Regions from separate parts of the Mus musculus genome. Here regions 1, 2, 3 and 5 are each linked to region 4. The links are chromatin contacts, called in public Hi-C, HiChIP or PLAC-seq, Micro-C and promoter capture Hi-C maps. All regions are on one chromosome and are shown on one strand. Each heading gives the region's core, a stretch centred on a gene start, on an enhancer-like site or on the middle of the called end of the contact. The rest is flanking DNA. Distances are from core to core; before and after follow the strand shown.

Region 1 (3,479 bases), core at 160-2,659, 500 kb after region 4:
CTGTGAGTTAGTGGTCAGCTAGGGCTACACAGTTTTCTTATCTTGAAAACAAAACAAGACAAAACCAAACCAAACCAAACCAAAGATCAGTCCATCAGCCTGGCCTGGCAGGTGCACAGGTCTATAATCCCAGCACTCTGGAGGTGGTTCAAATAATCGGGCTACACGGCAAAGGCAGGTCTCAAAAACAAAAATCAGTTTGACTTTTCAGCCTTTGAAGTGTTAAAAAAAGCTCACACACACATTAGTACTCCTAACTACAGTAAATGACAACAGAAGAGTATAATAGGCTATTATCCAGATAATGTGAATCTACATTAAAAAACATCAAGCTTTCTACTGATGGCCTCAGTTCCCCAAAAGTGGGTTCTAATTTCCTAGTGAAAAAGAAACCTACTTTTCTGTATGACAGTCTGGCCTCAGTAATTCCCACTCCAGCAGAGAATGCTAAAAAAAAAAAAAACAAAACCGTAACAAGGAGAAATGATTGATCATAGCATACAAAATAGGAACACACTTGTTGTAAACAGATTTAAGTTACGGTTGAGAAGGTTGTGGAAACTTATTTTTTCCTGGAAATTATGAGACAGGACCACTACAGAGCAAAGGGGTTTTAAACTTCTGGTCCTCCTGCCTCAGCTTCCAGACTGTTTGAATCACAGGTGTGTGCGCCAGCACTCACCTCTGTTACACTTCAGTTTTGTTTTGTTTTTTTTCTCTCCCGGGACCAATCAGTTTGGCTAGCGCACTCTCACGTGTAAGCGAACAAATATAAACACCACGGTTGCAGGTCAGGCATTCGGGCTTGTGGCAGGACCAATTATCACGGATAAGTCTGGCTGTGAGGGACACAAGACTGTGTGAGAGGCCACCTCTGTGTCCTAGTCCTGCAGCTCATTATCTGAGTTTCGCGCTGGGCAAGGTCCAGAGCTCGGTCACTGTTTCCGGCTCGGACCGCGACTATAGAACGTGACTGGACACAGCCACGCCCAGAACGCCCCAGGGGTCGGGCCTCAGAACCTGGGGTTGGACCAGGCTTCTAGGCGTCCCCAAAGGCTGCACGGTGTCCGGATGCTTCTGAACCCGGAGACAGGGAGGCCGACCCAAGGCCAGCACTGGGCAGTAGCCGCCGTCCTCTCGCCCCTCCTCGCAGGGCGGCTCCCGGCAGGCTCCGGTCCTCTAAACATAGACTCTGGGTGGGGTTCTGTGCAATCCAGGCCCACTCATTGGCCCGGGATGCCGCGACCCGCCCACGACTGGCGGCGCGCCTAGGCTGTGGGGCGGAGTCAGCGAGTTCCCGCCAAAATCGCGTAGCTGGTTCCTCCCCCGTGGGCTACGTCGCGCCCTCCCTGTTTTTTCAAACCGGGGCTGGGCGGGGATTGGTGGGCTGGGCCCTCACGTGGTTAACGGTCGCGGGAAGCCGCGGAACCCGAACTTGCGGACGAACTTGCGGAGCCTTTCGCCAGCACTGGACCGGCCAGTCTCCGCTGGACATCCCGCGCCGCAGCCGTCGCCGTCGCCCCGTCGTGAGCTTGACGGGCCTCGGAGTTGCCGCCGCGCAGGCCCGCTGCAGCCTCAGCCCGGCGCGCCCGATCGCACGTGGCGGACCCGCCCCCTGTGCCAGCCGCGACCTGGACGCCGCCGGCCTCTGCTCGCCGGTCCTGTGTTCTCCCGTGCTCCGCCGTGACTGCAGCCGGGAAATGAGCTTCCTGAGCCGACAGCAGCCGCCGCCCACCCGCCGCGTAGGAGCCGCTTACAGTCTGCGGCAGAAGCTCATCTTCTCGCCGGGCAGCGACTGTGAGGAAGAGGAGGAGGAGGAGGAGGAAGGCAGCGGCCACAGTACGGGGGAGGACTCGGCCTTCCAGGAACCGGATTCGCCCCTGCCTTCTGCACGCAGCCCTGCCGAGGCCGAGGCCGAGCGCCGCCGTCGCTCGCCCGGCGCGGAGCCCAGCAGCCCGGGAGAGCTGGAGGACGACTTGCTGCTGCAGGGCGGCGGCGGAGGCGCGCAAGCGGCGGGTGGAGGCGCCGAGGGCGACTCTTGGGAGGAGGAGGGTTTCGGCTCCTCGTCGCCCGTCAAATCACCTTCGACCGCCTACTTTCTGAGCAGCCCGTTCTCGCCAGTGCGCTGCGGCGGCCCAGGGGATGCCTCCCCGCAGGGTTGCGGGGCTCCGCGAGCCATGGACGACCCCTGCTCGCCGCAGCCCGACTACCCGAGCACCCCTCCGCACAAGACCTTCCGCAAGCTGCGCCTGTTCGACACGCCGCACACTCCCAAGGTAATGGAGGGGGCGGAGGAGCCGGCTCCAGGGCCTTTAAAAAAAAAGGCCGCGGCGCTGCAGCCCTGCGCGCCACTGCCCGGGTTCGGTTACATAACCGCCCCGCCGCACCCCGCTCGCTGTCCTGCGCCGCCACTCAAAAAAAAAAAAAAAGTTGGCAGCCCCCCTTTTTGGCTCTGCCTAGAAGTTGTCGGTTAAGATTATGTAACTGAACAATGGGCCTGGTCTGTAACTACTCCACTTTACAAAGGGCCTGGTCCCCGCTGTCCAGGTGGTTGAGTATTGGGTCTCGGTGGTCCGGTGTGCCAGGGTGCCGGATTGCTGCTGGCCACCTGACACTCCGAGCCATATGGTGCCTGTTAAATCCGGTGTCCGGGCCTGTAATTTGGGGGGCACGGATGGAAGGAGTTAGGTTTATTAAAGGGTTTGTTCCAACCCCCTGGACTTGTGGTTCCATGTGATATGGCATTAGAGATTCTGCGCGTCCTTTTGAGTCTCTGTGTTTACCGTCGTGAACTCATGGATATTCCAGGTTGCTTTTGATTGTCTTTCGGGATTTAGTATTACGGAAGCTTTGTGTTTATTCTGGAGTTTCCCCTGCCGTTTTGTTGGTCTGTGTGTCAAAACTAATGTGTCTTAAAGCAGAGTGTGTTCAGAACCCGTTTGGAATAGCCGGTGAATATGCATACTGTCATGGTAATACTTGAGAAGTCACAAAAACATTAAGAGTAGACAATTTCCAAAATAAAGACAGGCATGGTACCTGTAAGTTTAACACGGGAAATAAGCCCCCCTTTTTTGAGAGAACGTTTCTCTGTGTAACCTTGGCTGTTCTGGAACCTACTTTGTAGGAACTAGGAACTCAGAGATCCTCCTGTCTCTGCCTCCCGAGTGCTGGAACTAAAGGCGCCCTACCATGCCCCTCGACATAAGCCTTTTAAAGGGAATCTATTGATTTCCATGCAACTTTAGTCTTAAATCTCGAACATCCAGGTGCTTTTGTGCTTTGCTAATTTTATAGGCGGACAGGCCCAGGGCACCATCCCCCTTAGTAAGGGGAGGAGTCCAGGGAGGTGGCCTGCAAAAGCCTACTTGAGGTGGAGGTGGGGATTTTTTTTTTATGAGAGTGAGTGTTTTTATTTTTAGAATGTTAAAAGAGCCTGTTAATTTTTAGCTACTGATAAGAACTTTTTGTGTAGTCAC
Region 2 (3,741 bases), core at 330-2,829, 370 kb after region 4:
CAGGCTGGCCTCGAACTCAGAAATCCCCTGGGATTAAAGGCGTGTGTGCCACCACGCCCAGCTCAGATACTTTTTAAAAGTTACAAATCCATCTCTGCAGGTGGTCTACTCCTTTAATCCAAGTACTTGAGAAAACTAAGGCTGGTGGATCTCTGAGTTCCAAATCAGCTTGACCTACAGAACCAAACAAGGTCTTTTAAAAAGTAGAAGGCAGGGAGGGGGCTGGTGAGATGGCTCAGTGGGTAAGAGCACCCGACTGCTCTTCCAAAGGTCCAGAGTTCAAATCCCAGCAACCACATGGTGGTTCACAAGCATCTGTAACGTGATCTGATACCCTCTTCTGGTGTGTCTGAAGACAGCTACTGTGTACTTACATGTAATAAATAAATTAAAAAAAAAAAAAGTACAAGGCGAAGGCCGTGCAGTGGTGGCACACGCCTTTAATCTCAGCACTTGAGAGGCAGAGGCAGACGATTTCTGAGTTCGAGGCCAGCCTGATCTACAGAGTGAGTTCCAGGACAGCCAGGGCTATACAGAGAAACCCTGTCTTGAAAGACCAAAAAAAAAAAAAACAAAAAAAACAAAAAAAAAAACAAGGCGGTAGTGTACGCCTGCACGCCTTGGATCCAAGTACTTGGGAGGCTGAAGGAAGCCATTCTTTGCCTTAGAGGCCAGTCTAATCTACAGAGCAAGGTCCTCCAATACAACCAGGGCTACTTAGCTTGAAAACAAATCAAACAATTTTTTTTTTTTAAGTTACAAACCAGGTTAAATGGAAACACAAGAGCTGAAAATGTTGTGTTTTTTTCGAGGCAGGGTTTTCTCTGTGTAACCTGGAACTTGTCTGTCTCCGGAGAACTGGATTAAAAGGACGCGCAACTACAACTACCACCGGCTAGAATCTGACACTTTCAAGTGGCACCTGGAAGGGCAAGTCTTTGCTCTTAATCACAACCTTAGTGTGGCTCTGTGACTCTACACAAGTCATGGAGCTGCATAGTCCTCAGTATGTTCATCTGTAAAACAATACAACGAAAGCTCAAGTCTCTCAAATACCTGTCTGGGTGGCCTGGATAACGAACCGGTCTATTTGGTGTCACAAGTCGGGGTCACCGCTTCCTTTGACTAAAGTCTATTGAGAAAAAACTAACTAGGAGGAGTCTAGCCCTCTGTCATGCTGGGTTCCCCGCCAAGTACAGGACTCTCTTGCTGAGATGCTTCGGTGCTGAAAGGTCCCTCTTTCCCTGCGACCTGCACCACGGGGTCCTAATCTTTAGGGCAGCCTCAGCCCCGTCCCGCAGGTCCACTCACCGTTCAGATGATCTTTGCTGCCAGGCGCGGCGGAACCCTGGGTCCTCACTGCCCGGTCCCCGGCTGGGGTCGAGTGCAACATTTCGGTGGGCGATCGATCAGCCACTCTGCCTTTCGCCATGGCTGCTGCGGGGGCCGCGAAGAGCTCCTACTGGTGCCGCGCCCCCTTGAATGACTAAAGCTCCTCCCGCAGCTTTCTTTCAACACCCAGGCGCGAGGCACAACTACTTCCGGCACGACCACCTCACCTGAGACGACCTCGAAAACTTGACACTCGGCGGAGCCTTCCAGAGATATCAGGTGAGGGCCCGCCCAGAACCGCCCACGAACCTCGCGCGCTCCCGCACGCCCAGTAACCGCGAGACAAGTCAGGGCCGACCCCGCCCCCTCCGGGGCCCCGCCCACCTCGCTGGTGTAGGGCGCATGAGCAATATCGCATTGGCAAGTCATGGGTCTGCGGCCTAAGGTCCGACTTCTCCGCGTAGCTTTCGTCACACGGAAGTGAGGCTCGAGTACTTCAGACTCTTTGTTCCGCCAACCGGAAGTGTCTGCGCGCGACTAGTTGGTGTTGGAGATTCCATTCGTTCCGCAGCAAATGGGTTACAAGCGCTGTGGAAGCTGGAAGCCTGTTCTTAAAATCGTGTAAAATTTAAAACATGAGACAAACGTACCTGAATCTCACAAAATTGAGACCTAGAAACAAAGAAGATCACAGAGTGACAGAAATTAGTTTAGAGTCCAAGGTTTTTCACTCACCTGTCCAAAGTAAATTCACCCTTACTCGCTATATTTTGGCGTTTCCTGAGCCAAGGCATAGCTTCTTGACAGTTTTTCTCCTTCTGCCCCTCATATCCAGCTTCTCACTGGTAAGTATATTAGAGTCACCTCTTCTTTAGGATTTTGCTTTGTCTTGTTCTTTTTTTTTTTTAAGATTTATTTATTATTATATCTAAGTACACTGTAGCTGTCTTCAGACAGACCAGAAGAGGGCATCAGATCTCATTACGGATGTTTGTGAGCCACCATGTGGTTGCTGGGATTTGAATTCAAGACTTCGGAAGGGCAGTCGGTGCTCTTAACCACTGAGCCATCTCTCCAGCCCTGTTTTGTTTTGTTCTTGCTGTCGATATAATCTTAGACCTTGGGCATACAAACCACACCATTCTGTTGCTGAGCGATGCCCCTATCCAATTGACATTTTTTTCGTTATCTTTTTTAAAAGCAGGTATCGAAGGTAATAGTGGGGAATTTCTTCGTGAAAGTAACTTAGCAGTGTATTTTAAAATTTGGACAAAAAGGGGGAGTGGGGAATTGGATTGTTCTTAAGCAGTAATTACACTTAGAAGAAATAATCTGATATCTAGAGAATTGGCAGCTCAGTGCGTAGAAGTATTTGTCTCTTAAACTTGACAGGCTTATTTCGGTCTCTGAGACCTAATAGCAGTAGGTGAGAACTAACTCTTGGAAGTTGTCCTCTGATTACTTTTTTTTGGGGGGGGGGGCGGTTTGAGACAGGGTTTCTCTGTGTAGCCCTGGCTGTCCTGCAACTCGCTCTGTAGACCAGGCTGTCAGGCTGACCTTGAACTCAGAAATTCCCCTGCCTCTGGCTCACAAATTCTGGGATTAAAGGCGTACGCCACCATAGCCTGGCGTCCTCTGATTTCAACATAACATTCAAGCACGCAGCAGTAAGTGTAGTGTTAATAAAATTAAAATTAAAAAGAAACAAAAAATCATTTTATAAAAAGTGAATACGTGACCGGGCATGGTGGTGCATACCTTTAATCCCAGCACTTGCTAGGCAGAGGCAGGTGAAATTCTGAGTTTGAGGCCAGCCTGGTCTACAGAGTGAGTTCTAGGACAGCCAGGGCTGTAGAGAAACCCTGTCTCGAAAAACCAAAAAAAAAAAAAAAAAAAGTGAACACCTGGGACTGGAGAAATGGCTCAGTGGTTAAGAGCTCTGACTGCTTTTCCAGAGGTCCTGAGTTCAATTCCCAGCAACCACATTGTGGCTTACAAATGAGATCTGATGCCCTCTTCCGGTGTGTCTCAACACAACTACAGTGTACTCATAAATAAATCTTTAAAAAAAATAAAACATAAAAAGTGAACATATGTGCTCGCTTTAGCAGCACATATACTAAAATTGGAATGATACAGAGAAGATTAGAAAAGATTAGAAAAAAATGAGCATATGTGTGATGTGATATCAAATAATGTTAGTATAGTAGTTTGTCAACACAAAGCAACTCTCACCCCTCAAGGGAATAAGAATTTATTCTAGTCACAGGGTAAACTGATAAGTCATTTTAAAGCATTAGTATGGTCAACCATGTTTCTAATCCTTTTCCATGTTGAATATCTACATCATTGTTAAGTGTTCCTAGCTAGCTAGCCAGCCATTTCACTGGACAAATGATGAGACACAGG
Region 3 (3,702 bases), core at 752-3,251, 340 kb after region 4:
TGAAGGCCAGTCGGGCCTTAAACTTGTGGCAATCTTCCTGCCTCTGCCTCCCAAACGCTGGGATAACAGATGTACACCAGTGACCACGTTACTGTTTTTTAAAAACCTCCAGAGAGGCTGCTGTGGTGCAGCATGCCACCAAAGAAGTTTTGGACCGATATCATCCCTGCTGTCCTTCTGGGCCTCATTTCCCTCTCACATCCCATCCACCACCAATACCTGGAACTGCAATCCAACAACTACATCATCCACAATTCTAAAGTTAATCCTTATGAACCAGATGGCAACATCTGTCTGTACTTTGAGCTTGGACTACTCAGGCTAGAACAAAGGCTTAGCTAGGATCAGCCCATTCCTACTTCAGGGTGTTGTATAAGGCATCAGTTTCTCATAGTTTTAAAAGACAATCCAGCTTTATCATCTGAAGTGTGCACTCTTTTTTTTCCCCATAAGAAACAGTGGAATTCACCAGGCAGTAGTGTTGCACTCCTTTAATCCCAGCACCCAAGAGTCAGAGGCAGGCAAATCTCTGACTTTGAGGCCACACTGGCCTACAGAGTGTGTTTTAATACAACTAGAGCTACACCAAGAAACCAGTGGGGGGTTGGAGAGATAAGGAGGAGAAAGAGGAAGACAAGGAGGAGGAGGAGGAAGAAGAAGAATCGGAGGAGAAACAAACAAACAAACTGGAGTGACAAAAAAAAAAAAATCCAAGACTGGATGATCACTTTCAATAGAGAAACTGTACGGTGTTCAATGACTACCACATCGTGACAGAAAGGGGGAGAGGAGTTTCCCTCATCGAATCAGCATGACATAACTTTAAAGTCTAACACGACAAGCCTCCAACCACTGAAACCTGCTTACTGGCCACCCAAAAACTTTTCAAAACTGTTGCAACTCCAATGTGGGCGCGCAGGAATTCACCGGGGATTTTATAATTCTTACACCTTCAAGCAATGGGTGCCAAATCTCATCAGGGCCTCACTGTCACTCCCCCATCACTTCCTCTTCGAAAGATAACTTGAGAGGCATCACAACACTGCACAACCTGTCCAACTGGGACGCGCTGCCTTCATTCACAAATGACCCTCGCCTGGTAAAGGACATTAACTTAAAAAACAAACAACAACAACAACAACAACAAAAGCATGGCCCTGGGTACAAGTTCTTTTCTAGCGCCAAGAGAGAACCCGTTCTTGGTGTAACCCGGTTCAATTTGTCACTTCACGTCCGATCAAGAGGGGCAGAACTGTGAAGGAAAAGCCCGGGCCTGGCCTGCTCAGGAGTGAGTTATAACGGTTTTGAGGAACTGGTCTCGCCGGCTTCTTGGGAAGAGGCCAAATAAACTCATCAAGTTTTTGTTTTGCTCTTTTGAAAAGTCTGGGTGGGACTAACTCTCACTAGGAAGTGGGCTAACTTCTTTCCTCCCAAAAGGGTGCTAGAAGGCAAGCTTCCCTTCATTGTGGACTAAGCCCCTCGACCTCTGAGCGCACCCAGCGTCCGCGTCTCCCCAGGTTGCCGACGCGGCGACCACCGCGCGGGGGGCAGCAGGCCCGCGGGACCCGCGTCCCGTCTGCTCGCCCGACCCTCACTGGGCTCCCGGGACAAAGCGGGCCCCGCGGGCCCTAGCCCGGGCTCGCGCGCACTCACCCGACAGCTCGTCCGGCTCCAGCCCGGTCTCGGTGTCCAGCCCGCAGATGACAAAATAGTCGGCGAAGCGACTGGGCGCCGAGCCCCCTCCGCCGCCGCCGCCGCTCATGGCTCCGGGCCGAGCGGGGCAAGCCGCGCGGAGCCGAGCCCCCGCCCCCGGCCGCCCGCCCGCCCTCAGCCGCCGCTCCCTCCGCCGCCGCTACCGAGGCTCCGGCCGCCGCCCCCGGGCCTCGCCGGGTCCTAGCGGCCGCCGCTGCCGTGCCGGGGCAGGGGGGCGCCGGGCCACCCCGCGCCGCATCCTGGACGCTGTCCTCTGCACCGCGGCCTGAGCAAGCCTGAGGAAGGGCGGAGAGCGGCCGCCCGCCCCACCGCGGCCCCCCACCCGCCGCCACCGCGTGCGCACGCGCGGTCGGGGAGGGGCGGTCGTCGGGCGCAAAGGATGACGTGATGCTCTTTGGGCCCCGGGGGCCTGGGCTTCCAGAGCAGCCACCACAGAGTGGCCAGCGGTCAGCTGCTGGGATCCCGCGACTGCAGCCACCTCCACGCGACTGCGACACCCTTTAGAGAAATCGGATGCGGTGTGCGGAAAGAGTGGGCCATGGTGGCTCGTGCTGGCCGTGTCACCGGCATAAGAGCTGCAGGGCTGAACTGTGAAGCCCACCGAATCCTGCTCCTATACTGTCACCACAGAGCAGCTTCTCCTTGTCACCTCTCCTCAGTGTCAGCTTTCCCCAATAGATCTGAGGAAACTCTGTTCTTTGGAGAGAGTGGGTCAGCTTATCTTCTATTTACCTTTAATTTGCAGATAGGGAAACTGAGGCTCAAAAAATGCAAGAAACAACCCTACGCTTGAATCCTGCGCTAGCTCACTGCCCCGCACCCCACAAGCAGGGCTTCTTCCATGCACCAAACTCTCCCCCTTTCATGAAGCCCCAGAAGTCTCCCTCCCCCTTCACTTAGTTCTTTTCATGCTCACAGAATTCTCTGTCCATTCATCCATCTATCCATCACCCTTCATTCATTCATTCATTCATTCATTCATTCCTTTCTTCCTTCTAGTGAGAATTTGCTTGTAGAAGAGAAAGGGTGGCTGAACAGGTGAAACCTCCTGGTCCTTGTCTCTTGTCTAAAGAACAGACCCTCTGACTTCATTTTCTACAGAAGCTAGCCAGATGTGTCTTCTTTTGGTGGTTGGTTGGTTGATTGATTTGATTTGGTTTTTTTGGATAGGGTCTCACTTATAGACCTGTCTGACCCAGAACTTGCTATGTACCTGTATTACCCTGATGCAATACTCTTTCTTCTGCCTGCTCAGTGCTGGGCTTAAAGGCCTGCATCATCACACCAGGCTCAGGTGGGTCTGTACTGTAACATCAGAGGCCAAGGAAGAGAAACTGTAGTGGCTGCTAGCATGGGCTCTAGAAACAGTCCCCCAGTTTGAATTCTGACTTATAATGTACAATATGATATTGGCAACTTACTTATGTAATTTCTAGGTGCCAACAGGCATGATTTTTGTCAAAGTACAAAATAAATGCATGTATAGGTAAAGTGGTGAGGATTATACCCAGAACATAGAAGGCACTCCATAAATATTATATACATTGTCATTGTTGTTACAGAATAGTGTGCGCCAGGTTTGCTCTGGCAGGCAGCCAGCTAAGGACTATAGAAGGCAATTGGCTTCCCCAAGGGCTGAACCTGGGCTCTCTCCTGGGTTCTGTCCCAGTATTCCTCTCAAGTACTGGATCCCTTTGGGAGGTTGGTTGAGAGGTCACAGCCAACATCACTGGAAACCATAGCATCTGCTCCCTATATCTAACCTGAGCGGCTGGGAGAAATCAAGAGGACTGGGTAGCTTTACAAAGTCCATCTGAAGTGATGATACTATAACCCACATGCTTGGGACTCAGAGTCTGTGCAGGGGGCTCAGAGAGCTTAATAAAGCAAAGAAAAGAACGCCTTTTGGTGCTGGGTCACGGTCATGGAAGGCTTCTGGTGATTCTAAGGATCAAATGTGTGCCCACAATAAAGAGTGGAAAAGCCAGA
Region 4 (3,704 bases), core at 19-2,518:
CTGAGCTTCATTAGCTACTTTGATTGTTGTTACAAGTCAGACATAGCAGCATGGAGATAAGAGAGCACGAGGTAAAACCGACCAAGCTGCTCAAAAGTTTCCACATAAGAACTTCAACAGTGCTAGAGCGATGAGAACTCATTTTCCTATAAAAGAACCTTCCTGTGAAAATATCCAGTGGCTTTGTGCTAAATAAAAGCAGAGTGAAGCCTAAACATCTCCGATTCAGCCAGAGTGAGATTAGCTAGATTTGCAAAGTCAAGAAAATTGGCAGTTTCCCTCCTCCTCCCGGAGCTAATAGAATCCAACTGTTGGAGTATGACATCATTCTCGACCCCCAAACTCTGAAGTGAAGAGCACAGACACTGGCCTGCCATAAACAGCCCGACTCAAAGCAAGGGGCTCAGAGGTGCCCTTACCTGGTAGTCCGGGTGATTTCTTGCCCACTCCATTCTCCACAGAGGCTGGCTCACACCACAGTCGCTTAGGGAGCCCAGGGCCCCCAGATCCACTGGCTTAAGCTCCAGTACCTGCTGCGAACTTCCCACAGCTCCTTCCTCTGACCTTTCAAGACACTCCTTCCAGCCAAGTGAGCAGAGCTAGCGCAGCTAGCCAGTCAGGCTGGTTGTCATGGAGACCTGTCCTAGGCTGCACACACGCTTGCAGGCTTGCTCTCACTCAGCTAGGCGCTCTCCCTCAACCCGGTGTCCCAGGAGCGAGCTAGCACGCGCACGTTTATGCGTGCGCGTGCTTCTACACATTCTCTGAGTTCTAGCCGGCCTTGAAACAGCGCGGTCTTTTGATCGGCTCAGTTTATGCATGCATTCCACTCCTCCTACCTCCCTTCCAGTCAACCAGGAGCCCAGGTCTGTTCCTGGGAACTTGCTGCAACAACCCAGAGGGGAGAAGGGTGAGGACAGTGAGTGGACTTGTTTTCCTCCCCTCTAGTGTCTCAGCTTTTATAACTTGGAAGAATCCCTGCCAAAGGGGAGGGAGCTAGCTGAAGGCTTGGAGGGGAAGCAAGCACTTCCTCTGGGTCCTGCAGCAGCAGCGGAATGAGGAGGGACCCTGATGCGTGCTGCCTCAACTTGTTTGTTCGCTTGGGATTTTTCAGGAGCATTTGGGGCAGAAACACAGTTCACATCCTAGAAGCTGGCCTAGACTGGCCTCTCTGGTTACCTTGTTGACTGTTCAGGTCCTGGAGACAGCTTTTAGCCAGTACAGGGTCCCATGGTACTAGTGCCAGAGCCCAAGCAGTCTCTTGTCTTCCTGCAAAGGAGAAGAAACAAACTAGATCAGGATTAGGAGGAACACTGTTTAAGTCTACAGTCAGAGCCAGGACATCAAACACAATGCAAACAGCCTCCTCTCTGAACAAAAGATCCACAGCCCAGGCCTCCAATGAGAAACTGTACAAGTGCCAGGGCCGTACCTGGGACACAGAAGGCCCTTTTAGTAGCCCTATGTATACTTTTGCTTGGATGCTGCCTAACCCTCTCAAAATAGATGTACTAGTTTGTTTGATGCTCTTAACACACTGGTCAGATAGGTTTGCTACCATTTTATAGATGGGATCACTGAGGCCCAGAGAGATCAGATACTTGATCCACACTTACCTAACTAGTTAGGAACTGAGAGTAGAGACAAGTCAAGGGTCTCCTAGTCCTTTATGTTTTGCTATAAAGTACACAGAAGCCTGATCTTGAAAACCAGCTCATTTTCTAAGAACCACAAGTGTGGGCCTCCAAGGGAAAGTGAAGACTCTATCTAAGTCCTGTTAAGGTAAATCTATCTGCCACCCTTCTAGCCCAAAGATTTAATGACCGATAACATCTATGACATGCACAATATCTGCTGCAAACTAGAGAAAAAATGCCCTGCCCTACCCCCAAGTACTATCTTACATCTTCCCAAAATAACCTCCCAAATCCTGGTTCATTTTTTTCTCTGACAGAGTAGTCCTAAAAGTTACGACTGGTGTTATATTAATTTAACACATTTTAAAAATGTATCTAAAGTAAAGTTAAATTACTTGCTCCCATTTACTGAACCAGGAAATGAGAGATCCAAAACCAGTGTCCAAGCCTTTCAACTTTCTGGCATACATTAAGCAGAACAGTTGCCAAGAATACCAGAGCTAGAGTCACAAGACCTTAGCAGTGCCTGACCTCATCGCCAACTGGCCACCTGTCACTGAGCCAGCCTCCTCCCGACTTTCTACTTTCTATGAATATATCTCATACTGGGGTGGCAGAGGACTAGGGTGTGAGGTGCAGTGTCAAGGTGCTATTAGTCAAAAACACTTCAAATTAGGCACTCAGCTCTCATCCACCACCCCCCAATTGTTAGTACCTCTCCTCCACCAATCTAGTAGATATATTTTTCAAGTAGAACTCGGGGTTGGTAAATGGATTGACTGCATGTGGGAAGGTGGAGGCTGATGAGGATGAAGACAATGAGGCTCAAGGAGGCCATTCTCCAATGCTGCTCCTCAAAATAATGCTGGGGGAGGGGTGGGGGGGCCCTGATGGAATCTGTAACGCTTATCCCTTGCAGAATTCCTTGTGATGTTGACTCACCTTCAGTATGCTACAAAATTCCCAAAACCAGACTTTGGTTGACTTGAATTTAACTCACAAATATATGCTGAAGATAATACACAAAAACACGACATAAAACCCAAGTAGAAATGGCAGACTACTACAGATCCTTAAGTAGTGATAAGCCCAGAATCCCCACATCTGCATAGGAATTCAGTATCACTAAAGCTCTGTTTCTCTTTCCTCTTAAACACAGCAAATTCTGCTCTTTATCTGAACCCAAGGAACACACACCTGCCTAGTCTCCGAACCCAGATGAGGCAAGTCCACCCCTTTCTACAATAAGATCAAATTCACTGGAGTTGACAATATCAACTAAAATTTTCTGGGACCCTTCCAGTCAAACAGTGTGAGTCAGGCTACCAAAGCAGAAAGTCAGTCACTAAAGTAATCTAAATGTTAAAAGCCCTAAGACCAGACACACAACGCAGGCCATGCTCCCCCTAGCGGCACACCGGAGTTAGAGATTCTTTGGTATCTTGTCCTTAGAAAGAATAAAGTTGGGGCCTGAATTGGGGAGACCAGAACCCTTCTGTTGCATATGAGCTCCTGGAACTGGAAAGAAGCAAGGCCAGCCGACTTCCTCTGTTGCCTCTGCAGGACTGGATTCAGATCACGCCTGATTGGCTTTTTCTGAAGGAGGATTGTACAGACCCACGTTGTCTGCCAGTGGGTCAGTCAAGCTTGTAATACCAATTTCTCAGGAGGCTGAAGTAAACTGCAATGTCACCAACTGCCTTGGCTACAGAGGGCAGTCTGGGTAATTCAATGAAATCTTGTCTCAAAATTAAAAATAAGGGCTATAGGGTTAGAGAGATTGCTCAATGGCTAAGAACATAGTTACTTTTGCAGAGGAACCAGGTTTGGTTCCTAGCACCCACATGATGACTTACAACCATCCATAACTCCAGTTCCAGGAGATCCGATACCCTCTTCCAACCTCCATGGCACACGAATTTTACACAAACACACACACAGGCAAAATACTAATATACATAAATAAATCTTTAAAAATAAACAAACAAAATAAGGATGTGGTTTGAATATGCTTGGACCATGGGAAGTGGGACTATTAAAAGGTGTGGCCTTGTTGAAGGCAGTGTG
Region 5 (3,614 bases), core at 131-2,630, 440 kb before region 4:
AAGTAATTATTGGGACCAAAGAAGAGACCAGACAGACAGACCCTCTTCCTAGTGATTAGCAGCTCCCAACTCTAAATTTCGGAGTCTCCTTGTCCTACTATGTCATACTCTAGGCATGAATGTCCTCAGCCCAGAGGATGGTACAGAGATGACTTCTCCAGACAACTACAGTGCAGTTGGGGGGAGGGGGAGGGCGGGGGAGGGAATAGTCAGACCCAAGGGTAGACTTAGATTTTGTGAGACCCAAAGTTTACAGCAGTCTTAGGGGTCGGGGCTCCTTAAGAAAAGCAATATGATCCCAGCCTGGGCTGCAGAGCAAGACACTTAACTATCCTGGGTTCCCCCAACCCCAACCCACCTGGCCAAAAATGAGAGAAAATGAGATTCTTAATACAAACGGACCTGGTAGTCTGGTAGATCTGGTAACAGTAGGAGACCCTAAAGGCCCCAAACTTCTTGTCTAGTCCACCCATCTATCCTAACCAGCAGGATACTCACTAATGTAGTCTGGGTGAACTGATGGCATGCAACCTCCTAGCCCTGCAGAGGGCCAAGATAACACCACCCACCAAGTAGGCCCTGAAGTCTCAGTCCCCAGGTGCAAGGCTGGGCGGACCCAAGGACCAAACTATTTAGAATACACCTTCATCCGCCAAGTTCTCTGAGCACCCCTCTCGGGCTCCCTTTCACACTGCGGTATGGAAAAACATGAAAATACTCAAGGAGGCCCAGAGAGTGGCTGGCGGTGGGTACAACCACAACCGGGAAGCCCGCACCCCACGGGTTCTCTGTATGCTCCGGATGCCTGCAATGGGGCAAGAGCGAGAGAGAAAGTTCCCGGCTGCAGTGTGCCCAGCTAACAGGCTCCAGGATGCGCGCGGGGCGGGGGGGAGACTTCCTCATCCCGGCGAGGAACACGGGGCGGCGCAGAGCCTCCTGGCACCTTCAACATACACTCACACACACAGGGCACACGTCCAGCTTCCGAGCTTCCGGGAAGCCGCCAACAGGCTCCAAGCAGCGGTCGAGACCGGTGCCTGGGCCTCTGTCACCGGGATGGAGGTAGCCTCGGCAGAGCCCCCGCTGTTCCCAAGTGTCCCTGAGCACCTACCGTCCTCTTGGTCCAAAACCATAGTCCCCAGGCGGCTCCAGCCGGGTGCGGGCGGAGGATGCAAAGGGACTCGCGGCTCGGACTGTCACCTACGGGGCGACTGCGCTGCTTCCCGCGGTCGCGCGTGGGCCCCGCGCCCCGTGGCCGCCGAGGAGGGCGGACGGAGCGGCGCCCGGAGCGCAGCGCCGCGGGCGGGCAGGGCGCTCGGAAGGAGCAAGCGAGCGAGGGCGCGGCGCGCTCAGGGGCGGGCGCCGGGCGGGGCCGCGGCCGCGTGGGCTGAGCAACTGGGACCCGGCCCGAGCCAAGCGGGAGCCTGAACCCGAGCTAGGGCCGGAGCCCGGGCCGGAGCAGCCGCCGCAGCCGCGCGCTTGGGTTCCCGCTTGCAGTCTGCTGCGCTCGCTCTCACCAGAGTGCAGCTTGCATTTCCCAGGGCCCCTCAGACTCCCCTGTTAATTAAATCAATTCATTATGCTCAGATCTGATTAGCGGCCCTTCCCCCCCTTTGAATCAATTATTCAATACACAAACATAATTGCTTGGGCCAGAGGTGCCCGCCATTAGCTTATTTAACTCCAAGGACACTAATTACCCGCAGGGCACGGGAACTTTTCTCATTAATTCTGACAAAACACAAAAGCACAGCCTGAGTGTGTGCATGTGAGGGAGTCTGTGCATGTGTGTGTGCCTGTGTGACCGCATGCCTGAGTGAGGGATGTGTGGGGTGGTGGGCCGCTGAGACAGCTTATGACCAGTGGGGAGGGTGGCATTTGTGCCATCGCGTGTGGGAGTGTGCAAATTCAACGGAAGAACGTTCTGGTGTAAGTGTGGGACTCCAACTCCGTGTATGAGTTGAGCTGGGTGTGGTCTGGGACTGCGGACTAAGGTTAGAGACCCAGCGCAGGAATGCAGAGTACTTCTCAGAGTATGACTTTGAGAATGTGACTCCCTGCCACACTACCCCCTCCTTTTTCATTATAGCCCAGCAATTGCAGCTACAACCCTGGAAAGCACAGACTACAAAAGAGAAGCCAGGCAGGAGCAGAGTAGGGGGTAAAGAGGGCAGTGAGGATGGTGTGGGTGAAGCTGGAGCCAGCCTACTCCACAATATCTACCCCCTCCCCAGTCACCTGCTCCTGCTCTGACTGGACTTTGCCACATGCACCCTCAAGTTCCCACCCCACCTCGCCCCTTACTCCTTTCCCCCTCACTGCCTCTTCCCATTCAATGCTACCCTCACGCTTCAATGTACCATAAAAGCCCCCACTCTCACACAGGCTTGACACGGGGGCAGCTCTACCCACCCCATCCTAGTTCGCCTCCAGTCTCAAAGCTGGAGAGAGGGTGTGCTTATAGTGGACCAACTCTACATTTTACCTCCCAGGAAATCTCTATTGAGGGAGCCAGGGAGAGAGCCCACAGAGGCAGGGACACAGAGGGTAATTGATTCCCCCAAATTAGGTTTCTGCTTTCCAAAGACTGGTATTGTTCGAGTTCTCAATGTGCACAGAGGTATTGAAGATTTCCTTTTTGTTTCCTCGGGCAATGAATGAGCTTAATCCATTTGGCTTTTATAAATCAGGAAACTAATATTCACTCCTTCCATGGAGGCTTAAAAATTTTAATTGGTGAGTGGGGGGGGCTTAGTAGTCCTTATGCTGTACTCAAGCCCCCACTTATCAAAACACATTCTGATGGAGGGGTGGGGAGAATAGGGAGAGTCACACCGATCCCCCTGCCCCCCCTCCATCTTTATACATGGTCTCAAAGTATCTGGGAAAGTTTCTGAAATTATTGCACAAATTATGTTCAATTTAGTGATGAAAAGAAGGCTGTTCAGAGGGTGCCTCCAAATTGGCTGCTTAGATACCCAGCAGTGCTGAGGCCCTGGGTGTACCCATGCCGTGGCTGGTTTGCCAATTCCCTTTTCTCTCCATCCTAAGCAGTTCCAGATTATCATCTTCCTGATGCCAAATGTTTGTTACCTTGTGCCTTTCCTGCTCTGACAATCTTTGGGGGGAATGCCGGGTTGGGCGGGGGGGAGTTCACAGAGAGTTGGCTCAGCAAGCAAAAGGCAGTTGCAGCCAAGTCTGGCAACTGGGGTTGGATCCTGGGGATCCAGATGGCTGAAGAAGAAAATCAACTCTTGCTGGTGGTCCTTTGACCTCCATGGCATGTGTTCTCTGCCCTAACAACTAAATAAGTAAATGTGATTTTAAAATTTAAACAATCTTCTCATGCATGTGTGTATGTGTTCCTGTATGTTTGTGTGTGCACCTGCAGGTGTGTGTGGGTGTGGGCGTACATGCATGTGTGTGCTCGTGCACACTTAGGTGCAGTGTGTATGTCAGTGGGCTCACACATCTAGAGACCAAAGGACAACCTCAAATCTTGTGGTGGTTTGAGTAGGAGGACTCATGTGTTTGAATGCTTGCCCCATAGGGAGTGGTGCTATTAGGAGGTGTGGCTATGTGCAAGTAGGTGTGGCCTTATTGGAGGAAATATG

Evidence for each region. Promoter capture Hi-C pulls out the DNA fragments that hold promoters and counts their contacts. A called contact is a pair of places that touch in the nucleus more often than the background predicts. HiChIP or PLAC-seq counts read pairs in DNA pulled down with a chosen protein or histone mark.
Region 1: a Micro-C map of embryonic stem cells shows a contact between it and region 4, with 2.0 times the contacts expected there. The contact joins the promoter of Wee1 here to the promoter of Denn2b in region 4. A contact is called at or near these places in 2 of 39 promoter capture datasets (liver and maxillary cranial neural crest) and 1 of 484 Hi-C or Micro-C datasets (embryonic stem cells).
Region 2: a promoter capture Hi-C map of cranial neural crest shows a contact between it and region 4. The contact joins the promoter of Tmem41b here to the promoter of Denn2b in region 4. A contact is called at or near these places in 2 of 39 promoter capture datasets (cranial neural crest and maxillary cranial neural crest) and 1 of 115 datasets of contacts at active chromatin or transcription factors (pancreatic cancer cells).
Region 3: a contact with region 4 is called in an H3K27ac HiChIP or PLAC-seq map of stem cell-derived neural progenitor cells. The contact joins the promoter of Dennd5a here to the promoter of Denn2b in region 4. A contact is called at or near these places in 4 of 39 promoter capture datasets (the C10 cell line, cranial neural crest, liver and 1 more) and 2 of 115 datasets of contacts at active chromatin or transcription factors (microglia and stem cell-derived neural progenitor cells).
Region 5: a contact with region 4 is called in a Hi-C map of embryonic stem cells, with 4 times the contacts expected there. The contact joins the promoter of Lmo1 here to the promoter of Denn2b in region 4. A contact is called at or near these places in 6 of 39 promoter capture datasets (cranial neural crest, embryonic stem cells and pre-B cells), 16 of 484 Hi-C or Micro-C datasets (embryonic stem cells and muscle stem cells) and 5 of 115 datasets of contacts at active chromatin or transcription factors (all in embryonic stem cells).

Annotation. Positions count from the first base shown.
Region 1 is chr7:110,120,650-110,124,128 of GRCm38.p6, forward strand. It overlaps Wee1 (WEE 1 homolog 1 (S. pombe)), which reads left to right and starts at 1,410. Exons shown (of 11, transcript NM_009516.3): 1 at 1,410-2,276. The coding sequence starts at 1,701.
Region 2 is chr7:109,984,651-109,988,391 of GRCm38.p6, forward strand. It overlaps Tmem41b (transmembrane protein 41B), which reads right to left and starts at 1,580. Exons shown (of 7, transcript NM_153525.5): 1 at 1,312-1,580. The coding sequence starts at 1,432.
Region 3 is chr7:109,958,421-109,962,122 of GRCm38.p6, forward strand. It overlaps Dennd5a (DENN/MADD domain containing 5A), which reads right to left and starts at 2,002. Exons shown (of 23, transcript NM_021494.1): 1 at 1,654-2,002. The coding sequence starts at 1,762.
Region 4 is chr7:109,615,879-109,619,582 of GRCm38.p6, forward strand. It overlaps Denn2b (DENN domain containing 2B), which reads right to left and starts at 1,269. Exons shown (of 20, transcript NM_001001326.1): 1 at 1,180-1,269.
Region 5 is chr7:109,173,827-109,177,440 of GRCm38.p6, forward strand. Lmo1 (LIM domain only 1) reads right to left here and starts at 1,381. Exons shown (of 4, transcript NM_001302205.1): 1 at 1,112-1,381. The coding sequence starts at 1,133.